Linked DNA regions of Triticum aestivum: region 2 is linked to region 1. A link is a contact called in public Hi-C data. All regions are on one chromosome and are shown on one strand. The core of a region is the stretch at or near the end of the contact, and the rest is flanking DNA. Distances in the headings are between cores, read along the strand shown.

Evidence for each region. Hi-C and Micro-C count contacts between places; a contact is called where the count stands out from the background.
Region 2: a Hi-C map of leaf shows a contact between it and region 1, with 6 times the contacts expected there. The contact joins the promoter of LOC123163909 here to the promoter of LOC123165779 in region 1. A contact is called at or near these places in 2 of 5 Hi-C or Micro-C datasets (both in leaf).

What each region holds. Positions count from the first base shown.
Region 1 is chr7D:265,511,759-265,516,881 of IWGSC CS RefSeq v2.1, forward strand. It overlaps LOC123165779, which reads right to left and starts at 2,952. Exons shown (of 2, transcript XM_044583511.1): 1 at 2,194-2,952. The coding sequence starts at 2,786.
Region 2 is chr7D:265,939,162-265,944,284 of IWGSC CS RefSeq v2.1, forward strand. LOC123163909 (auxin-responsive protein SAUR36) reads right to left here and starts at 2,071. Exons shown (of 1, transcript XM_044581315.1): 1 at 1,363-2,071. The coding sequence starts at 1,969. The coding sequence ends at 1,538. It overlaps LOC123163910 (a long non-coding RNA gene), which reads left to right. Exons shown (of 5, transcript XR_006482074.1): 3 at 2,924-3,047; 4 at 4,833-5,115.

The DNA of each region.
Region 1 (5,123 bases), core at 1,702-4,201:
GACCAAGGCTGGAAGGGAGCTCGATGAGGAGCCACCGTACCTTGTACACCCACTTCAGGCCTATGGGACCAAGGCTAGAAGGGAGGTCAATGAGGAGCCACGCATTTTTCCTCAATGGATGTCGTCTCCTCATCCAAGGCGTGTAGTTAGGCCGTGTGCTGCTCGGCCACGAGGTGCAGCTCTCCATCATCCGGCGGGACATTGTAGTTGAACTGCATATTGGGTTGCACAATACCGTCATGAGCGCATGGTCATCAAGTGCATACTTGCCGGCGACGACGAGGGTGGCATGCCAAAAGATAAATTCGCCGAGTCGAGGTCTACCATGTTAACCAGTTGGGGAGAAAGGGTTGCCGTGTCGAGGTCTACCATATTAACCAGTGAGGGCGAAAGGGTTGCCGTGGAGCCGCTTCTTGTTGTCGTGGCAATAGTCGCGGCAGTCACTGTCGCCATGCTGCCATGGCAGCATTCTTGGGCGAAACCGATCAACAACAGTGCTTCCGCATGAAACAAGTGCCATAGCAACCTTTTCTACCAACATGACAACGTTCTGCCAGGAGATATTATCATGCCAGGCACCTCTCCCTGGTCCTCCGCGACATCTAGTGCGTCTCCTCGGGTGTGCTGGGTGCCAAGTACTTACTTGACTGTGACATGTGAAGGATGTGCTTGCAGGTAGGTCTGCTCCTCGCAGCCAATCCCAGCTTCCCCATTGGTCAAAGATGAATGGTGTACATGTGCTTAGGGGACACTTTACCTTGGCAAGGAGGTTCTTTTGCGGACCGTGCACCGTCATGCTCCACGTGCGTCGAGTATCCAATCTCGTCAAACTGCCCAATGTTGACGATGTTGCTCTCCAGACGGGAAATTCGATACACGTTCTTTAATTCGCAGTGGTGGCTACCCGTCGCGGCGAACAAGATAATGCCTTGTCCACATACCTCCACCATAGAGTCCTCGCCGAACTTCACCGTGCCCATCACCATACTGCTTCATGTGGTCTGACGAAGACAGACACGTTGACAGTCATTTGGTTTGACACACCGATGTCGAGGTACCAGGGCACATCAACGTCACCAGGGGCATGCTGAAGCTTGATGCGAGCTCACTCTTCATTGAGGAAGAGGCGCTCGTACTCTGCCATGGCAGCTGGAACGGAGTTGCTGCAATGGCAACATTGGGCACGATTGCTACCATTGCAGCCTTTCGGGGCAAAAGCCATGCCATGGCAGGATTTCCTACCGCGATGACTGTTGATAAGGATGTTGTCATTGCAATGTTTTGGGCGATTCCGCTACCATGGCAGGACTTTGCGCTGTTGTGGCAAGGTGTGTTGTGCACTCCTGCAGCAGCAGCAGCAGCAGCAGCGTCGACTTCGTCGGCCTACACCAGGTGAGCCTCCTCCTGCTTCTTGCGGCAATCACTTGCCCAGTGGCCTAGCTTTCCACAATAGCGACACTTATCGCGGCCGCTGCTACTCGGCTGACCTTGGCTTTTGCGTCCGGCGCTGAACTTAGCGCGGGAGCACCCTCCACCACCACCACCACCACGGCAAGAGCTATTGTTGCCTGAGGTGTTGCTGCTGCCAGAGAACCCGCCTTGAATGTACCTATACTATCGCACAACCTACTGCTCCTCAGCTAGCACGAGGCAGTTGCCGCCCTGGCTAGATCCATCCAGCCTGTGTCGTACCTCTGCCGTGTTGAACCATCTCGTCAGCTCCTCGATGGAGAGTGCAGAGTGGTCAAACGGGGTCTATGTAGAGGGCGACATGCGAGTAGTGCGGCGAGACAGCCCAGAGAAATTTCTCCGAGGCTTCTTCCTGCAGCTAATCACCAAGTACTGCTAGATTGTTCATCATACCGTTGAGCCATAGGGCGAAATCATCGAAGAAGCTGCGGAAGTTTGAGTAGCGCATAACTACTCAACGGTATGAATTAGAAAACCTCATCGGAGTGCATAACTCTATGACCGCAACATACTAAGTTAGTAAGTGCACAGGCATTTGGCACTGCCTCTACCATTACCATCCTGATTTCCTCTAGACTAACGAAGCACCAGAATTGTTCTCTGACGGTAGAAAAGCCTAGAAATTCTCCTCTTTCGCATTGACAGAATAATAGTATTGTCTTATTGAAACGAGCTGTGCATAATGACTTGATCAAGAAAGACAGAGAGATCCAGAGTCCTCACCTAGCAGGTTTCTCGGTAGCCAGCCCCATCCCGTTCCACGGGAAGTTTCCCCCCTTTTCGTCAGCTTGCTCATTCGCCCTGGCACGTCCCCTCCTCTTGTTCCCCAACCTCCCAGGGTTCCCATACACGATCTTGCCGCATCCGGCCCTGGAGAAGCCCTCCCTCTCGTCCTCCATCCAATGCTTCCCCTTCCCCTCCCTCTCCCCCTCGACCTCTGCCCCTTCCACGACCTTCCTCCTCGCGGCGGCTGCGCTGGCCTTCCGCTCCCTCTCCCCGAGGATCGCGCCGATGGGGAAGATGTCGGGGGAAACGGAGAGCGGGGCCTGAAGAGTGACGTAGGCCTTCTTGTAGTCTGGCTTGGCGGCGAGGAAGGGCCCCCGGCGGTGCTTCTTGCCCTCCATGTTGAGGGTGCGGACTTCGGCGATGTTGAAGCCGTAGACGGACTCGAGACAGCGGCGGATGTCGACCTTGGAGGCGGAGGGGACGGTCCTGACAGCAAACTCCTGGACGGAGGATAGGGGCGCTGGGGGGAGCATGAGCTTGATGGGGAGGTTGGCGAAGTGGAGCACGCGGCGGCCCAGCCTGCTACCCATGGCCGGATGCGGCGGCGAAGGGTGGCCGGATGCGGCGGCGGAGGAGGGCGTAGGGTTTAGAGAGTGAAAATGGATCGGTTCGGGTTCAGCGGCTCAGGCGAAGGACTCGGGACAAGAGAGACTATTGGGCTTGCTTCGGCTGTAGCGACCAAAATGCCCACTAGCATTCACGGCATTGGGCGGGCCCAAGCGCACGGGAGACGACAGCCACATTTTATTGTTTCTTTTTCACGTTTTTAGTTTTCGTTTTCTGCTTTACTCTTTTACCTTTGTACGTTATAAATAAATATATTAACAAAACAATTACATTAAAACATTTGGAACCAATGCTAACCAAGTATTTGAAAAATATTAAATGTCTATAGAGAAAATGTTTCGCATCTATACAAAAAAATGTGTATGAAAAAAATGTTAATCAAGCATTTGAAAAAATGTTAAAATGTGTATTAAATTATTTAATCAAGCTTTTGAAAAATGTTAAAACTGTATAGAAATTTTTTCGACCATGTCTTCCAAAATATTAATCTTCCATTTGAAAAAAATGTTAATCAACCATTTGAAAATTGTTAATTGTGTATAAAAAAATGTTGACCTTGTATTGAAAAAATGTTAATCTTGTATTTCAAAAACTTTTATTCAAGCATTTTTTGCGTGGTATGTTAATCAAGCTTTTGAAAATGTTCAAAAATATGTTCAGAAATGTTTGCCATGTATTCTTGTACTGGAAAAATATTAATCAAGCATTTGAAAAATGTTTAAAATATGTATAGAAAAATGTTGGTCATGTATTCAACAATGATAAACTTGTGTTTCGAAAAATGTTGGGGTGTATTAGAAAAATGTTCTTGACACATTTGAAAATGTAGAATAAGATAATGAAACAAAGAAAAATAATAATGAAGCCCAAAAAAGAAACAAAGGAAACCAAAAAAAGAATAACCGAAGAAACAAGTGCAAAAGAATGAAAAAAGTGAAATCGATAAAGAAACAAAGAAAAAGAAAAGAAAATCGTTGAAAATGAAGATAAACAAAAAAAGAAAATGAGAAAGAAAAACAAAACTGATGAAACCATGAAAGAAGTAACAAAAACTAAAGAAAAAACAAAAACCGAATTATTGGGATCCATGAGAATGTCGGCAACTTTAAGGACACGATGGTAGAAGAACACTTCTGTTGAACAGACCCAACTGTTGTTATACTATGAGATACATTCATCAAAAGTTAACGGTTTATAACACAAAGAAAGTTAAACGTTTGCATAATTTCCTTGAGCATGAGAGTATCGAGTTCCTTCATACTTGCTTCCTGAACTTTGGGGTTTATTAAACGTCATCTGTAGCACGGTGGCTACTACAGCGGCTTATGGGTTCACGAAAAAGTATGACAACGGACTAGATAGCTCAAGATTGGGATTTGCTCCTCCGACGATGGAGAGATATTCTTGGGGCCCTCTCAGTGTTACAGTTTCCATCATCGTTTGGCCAGACACAGTGTGATTTGATCATAGGGATGCCAGGACACGGGAACAAGAAAAGAGAACAAAACTGGCGACGGAGAAATTGACATAGTGAACAAGTTGTTGATTCACGGCGATGCTGATAAATCTCGCCTCGGGTTTCTGTAACATATCGCGAAGCAATAGGAATATCACACTACTGCAGGATGCTGCTAACGCGACACTACGATCAAAGACCCTTTGACGAAACTGTGTGCGATGCATTAATCACAAACTGTGATGTAAAAAACCCGTCAAAAAAGATGCAAAATGTTTGCGATGAATGATACATCAAACACGGTTCAAATTTTAGTTGCATGTGTGATGAGGGGCATAAGGTTGATCTGTACGAACTGTTTACGATGAGACAGAACAACAGAAACGGGTAGCCAGATCAAGGTGTGTGCGATATACGGTATACAGTTCACTCTGATGAACTGTTTGCGATGATTGAGGTGAACACAAACGATTCGGTGTAACAAGATGTGTGTGATATCCGGCAAACAGGTCGATAATCAGAATTGTGTGCGATCATTATAGACAGCCCATACGGTCTTTTTTGTGAATTCTGTGCTCGTCAGGGCAAACAGTTCAACAAACCAACCTGTGGGCGATAATATAGAAGATCTCTGTCAAATACATATTACTGACCGTCTGTGATGAACAGGTCGATAATCAGAATTGTGTGCGATCATTATAGACAGCCCATACGATCTTTTTTTGTGAATTGTATGCTCGTCAGGGCAACACAGTTCAACAAACCAACCTGTGGGCCATAATGTAGAAGATCTCTGTCAAATACATATTACTGACCGTCTGCGATGAGATTGACAGGATAAACA
Region 2 (5,123 bases), core at 821-3,320, 430 kb after region 1:
AGGTTCCATGTTCCTATTTAAACCTTTTAATTCAGGTTTCAGCTGATACAAAAACTCGTATTTCCGCTTAGATTCTCCTATAGGCTTGGAGTCAGGAACCTTGGGGGGTTGGCCAAGCAGTACTACTGTTATTAGGTTAAGACTTAAAAAACACCAATTACTTACATACATAAATACAGCTATGTTTCTACCACTAGTCTAGGGTGTTTAAATTCCACAGGATTTTGTCAAACTTCCCAATGGCTCTGTATGCATGCAGCCCAATCCTGTGCTTATTACCATACCACTATAGGGTTTATTGGTCACATGGCTTCAGGTGATACTCTTCAGGAAGGATCAACGGTTAAGATCTGAACATAAGTTTAAACCTTGCCAAGTAATTTGTCATCGATGTGGTTTGTTGTGCTTAAGCATTTTTCTGTTGAGAAGCTAAAAGAATTTGTTCCTGTTATGGTTTAGGAGGGAACGGACTGAAGATAAACACATCGTATTATCAGATCTAGGCTTTTCGTATTTGGAATGCTATTCTATGGATGAAATGAGGATATTCCTTGGTTGTGAATCTAATGTATATCTGGTAGGTGAACAAATGGTCCATGACTTACGCGTAGTAATCAATGACAGTAGTTGGTGAGCAAACAAGGCCATGAGTCTATGCATGCATTGTTCGCTACAATGGAGGCAATGTGATTTAAATTGGATAGTACTGGGCCAATTTGCAGTTGGCGCATGCACTCGTGGTCCTTGCAGAGGTCCTAGCTGAGACGTGGTGGTTAGATGGTTGGATACATGCATACTGCAGAAGTAGGTTACTTAGGATGTTCCGCAGGGGCTTCCTTGGATGATGAAGCTCATTTTTCTTATTTGAAACTTATGAAGGTCAGTCACTTCATGAGCTTCTCAGTGGTATACTAGCAAATATCAGTACTGCAGCCTGTAGGCTCCAGATTTTGTAGGAGGTTTACAGAAGCAGCACCTCTTGTTAATTGTGTATAAAGAATTGGATCTGCTGGTTTGGTACAGATTTTTTCCGACGTTAAATCCAGTTGGAAGGTCTTTCTTGATTCAAGCAACTTGCTTACAATTTCATACAGCATTTGGTATTGCAACTCACTTCTTTGATGGCATCCATACATAAAAGAATATTGTAGACTCTAAAACAGTACTCCCTTCTTCCTATAATATAATGTTATTACAACCTAGTAGTAACAATATAGTTTCTCTTCGTTTGTTTTGCCTTTTTGCCTTCGCTGTATAGACTCTAAAACGTGTGTCTTGGCGTTACTTGTAGTACAAAATGATATGTATGTAGATGCATTTGGGAATGAGAAAGAAAAAAAAAGTTGTTAGATATTGTTTCAATGTGGTAAGCTTGATCCTTGTATTCGAAATCACAATGTGATTATTCTTACATGCATCCATCTGTACATCCACGGGACAATTGGAAAAAAGCCGCACAGAAGTGTGCTCCAAAAGTACGTCCGGGAAAAAAAAGATGGAAGTTGAAAAAAGAAAGAAGCCGCAAGATCTTCATTTTTCAGGAGCTGTGCACAGCGAATTGCTGGTTAAGTCCGCTGTTTGGTTGCATCACTCTGCTTGGGCGGTGGCAAGTCGTCACTATGGAACTGAGGAGTGCCCTCTCAACATCTTGGGAGGCCTCTCTCCTTAGCAAACACATCACATATTCCATTGTCGTTGTATCACAAGGCAGCGTGATCCTCCCATCGCTTGTGAACCCAAACTCCTCCTGAGACATCCTCAGGAGCTCCTCGAAGACTGTTGTGCGGAGGCACACCAGGGGGATCTCGAACCGCCTCCCGTCGGAAGAGTAGACGACGAAGTGGCCCTTGCCTGCGACTGAGCTGCATGATGGGTGGATATCCTTGTCTGACGTTGCGAACCTTCGCCCGATGGCGCCAATGCCCTGCCACTTCTTGGAAAGTTGAGCTAGCTTCCTGGAGCTGATCATGGTTGCTTGTTTTGTTTCAAGGAGATGGGCTGTGACTCTGAGATGGAATGATCAGAGAAAAAAGTCGGTCTGTGTGTGTTTCTGTCGATGGTTTGTGCCATGATCATATATTTATAGTGGGCAGGTCTGGTGGGAAATCTGCATCTTCGTTTCCACAATTATCATAGATAGCAAATCGTCAGGGGACAAGACCATGAACTCCCTTGGTGGGATGTTCCTATCTGTACGTGGTTGCAACTTTGCAGGACTAAATGCGGGAAAGTATCCGGTGCTCCCAGCCTTGGGGTACTCCCGGTACTCCAATGTTAATAAACATTTTTTTAATGTTTCAAAAATTTCCGAAAAAACTGTGAATGTACCTACAAGCTCTAAAAATTTCAGGTCCAAACTTGAATCACACATTGAGAAAGAAAAATGTGAAATCTAGCATGAATAGTGTAAAGAAGAGACAAAAGCAACATTGACACTATTCAGATCTGTATCTCTCTTTTTTGTTTCTCAATCTACATTTCGATTTTGGACTTAAAATTTTTAGGTGATGTAGTGACATTCCTTGTGAACATTCTCATTTTTTCCCGGAAATTTTTGAAACATTTAAAAATTCCTTTTGACACTGGAGCATTGGGAGTACCCCAAGGCTGGGAGCACTGGATACTTTCCCGACTAAATGCATAGGACCACTGTCTCTCACACATGGTGGAGCCATCTTTGCTAGCTTGGTACGTGATAGTGGGTTCAGGTTTGAGATAGCTGTACAAGATAGTAGGACCCGTCCTTTAGTTTACTGAGAATTGTGTTTGAAGCAACGTACCTTATATTAGGTAATAAACATATTTACTAACTTGCTGCCCCTTCTGTGCGTTATTTTGCAGCTTTTGTTTTTCCAGTTATTTTTTTTACAAAAGCATTTTATGTTGCTTTTGCTGATTTCCCTCCTGCCCCTTTTTGTTTCAGGTGCTATGTGATTGGCTCAAGATGATTCAGCTATCATCATATTTTCTAGAATGGTGTGTAGTATAGAAATGTGCCGACAGTTAACTTGCAGCTTCGATCTGCCCTTGGGTGATACAATTAACCAGTAAACCACATTTCCCTTTGATTGTACTATGTTTCAGATACACAAGAACCTTGTGGTGTTCTAGTTGCCATAACAATATCACAGCATATTTAGATTAGGAAGACATTAATCACAAACAGCTTCACATCTGCCTCTTCATTTCTTAATCCTGATAGTATGGGTGTCTAAATTCCATAGGATGTCAATGAACTTTCTACAACTCTGTAAACATGCAATCCCGCTCTATTCATTGCCCATGACCTTGTAACTTCCAACAATGATCAATTTCAAATGCATTATACTACTTGATTTTAGCACTAAGAGTTTTCATTACTACTGTACACGATAAGTTTAATTAGTTAAATGGGCTCCCATGTCATGTTACAACTCTACTGAAGACCTCTTTAGGAGTTATAACAGAAGTTTAAACCTTGCCAAACAATGTTAGTGTGGTTTCTTGTCCCTGAGCTCTGCTTCTACCAACAAGCTAAAACAATGTGTTCTGGCCATTAAAAAGAATATTGTGGCTTGAGCGTTCAGAATGGTGTTAGCTTGTTAGGTTAACTTATGATCCATGACTTGCGTGTAATTTTGTTTTGACACCAGTTAGCAAAGCAGCAAGGCCATAAATCTGGTCATGCGATGTTGGCTGCAATAGAGGCAATGATTTGAACTGGATATCGGTGGGTCGACATGCAATTAGTGCATCGGGGTCCTTGTGGAGGCCAAAGTTGTTAGATGATTTGCGACGTAGTACGATAGGCAGTGGTACCATGTTGGGCAGAAGCATTATTCAGACAACTACTCAAGTCTGAGCTTTCGTCAACACGGAGGGGACATTTAGGACAGCGTCAGCTGGAGAGCCACCATCAAGTGGGTTCCTTGGGATGTTTCGTGCGACCTTCCGAAGCTTACTACATGGCCGTGGTACTGAGTACTGATCCGTGCGGTGGCTGAAAGACATGAGGGCAGGGGAGCATTGTAGGGCCTAGAGAGTTAAGAAGCAGCTTCCTTTGTTACGCATTAATTTGGTTAGGAAGGTCTTGGTTGGTTCAAGCAGCTTGGTGGACAATTCAATACGGCTGTTGTACCTTGTGGCCCGGCCCAATTGATTTCCAGCATCAATTCAGTTAGGAAGGTCTTGGTTGTGACGCGGTGCCCTCATTTCCTTGCTTCTTCCTGCATTCCTAACAGGCCTACAGAAATAGTGCAGCTAACATGGTTATCATCTCAACCAAATTCGTGGAAAACTGGAGATCATTTGGTACTGGCGCCAATTCTTTTGTCAATCGTTTCATCTCATTTTGTGCTGAAACAGGTTTCTTGATGGCATCTAGTGACGCACTTAGCAGATTCGTGAGTTGGCATATATAGTTTGTACTTTCTTACGCTTTATTTTGCATCGGAATTCGAGATTAAATCATATGCGAAGACTGGACGTTCAGATGATGGGCAGCAGTCAGAATGATGAAAAAAAAGCTTGTTATGTCTCTTGTTTCGTAACGTACTTCCATTTTCGCTCTTTGTTTTTGTGTCTAAACTTTTGGCTTGAAGGCCAAGATTCTGTTGAACCTGCTGTGGTTGGTTTCATTCGAACAGTATGAGACCCAGCAGGCTACTCCCTGGTGATCTAAAAATAGATACTCCCTCCGTCACGTAATGTAAGACGTTTTTTGACACTATACTAATGTCAAAAAACGTCCTATATTATGGGACGGAGGGAATAGATATTAAAGATGCATTTCCCGTGTTTATAATTTTTTCCTTTTGAGAAACTCACAGTGGTTTTCATTCATTTCCGAGCAGGTTACGGTCATGGAAAGCAGAATTACGCTGAAGCAGCTGTGTGGCGATGGAGGATTTCCCATGGCTGCAAGCTGAGAAGGGGTCCGATTCTGGGAGAATCTTGCAAAAGAACTGGCCCATGATCCTTTTACACATTGATATGCTGACGTGATAGTGATTACATGATCCGGGAACTAAGATGATTGACAGCTCTGGAGCACACATCTGATCAGCAGAGCATACAGGTGCAACCGTGCAAGCACACTGTGACCAAATACTGCTCCATTTGGAGCTGGATGCAAAGGTATCTAT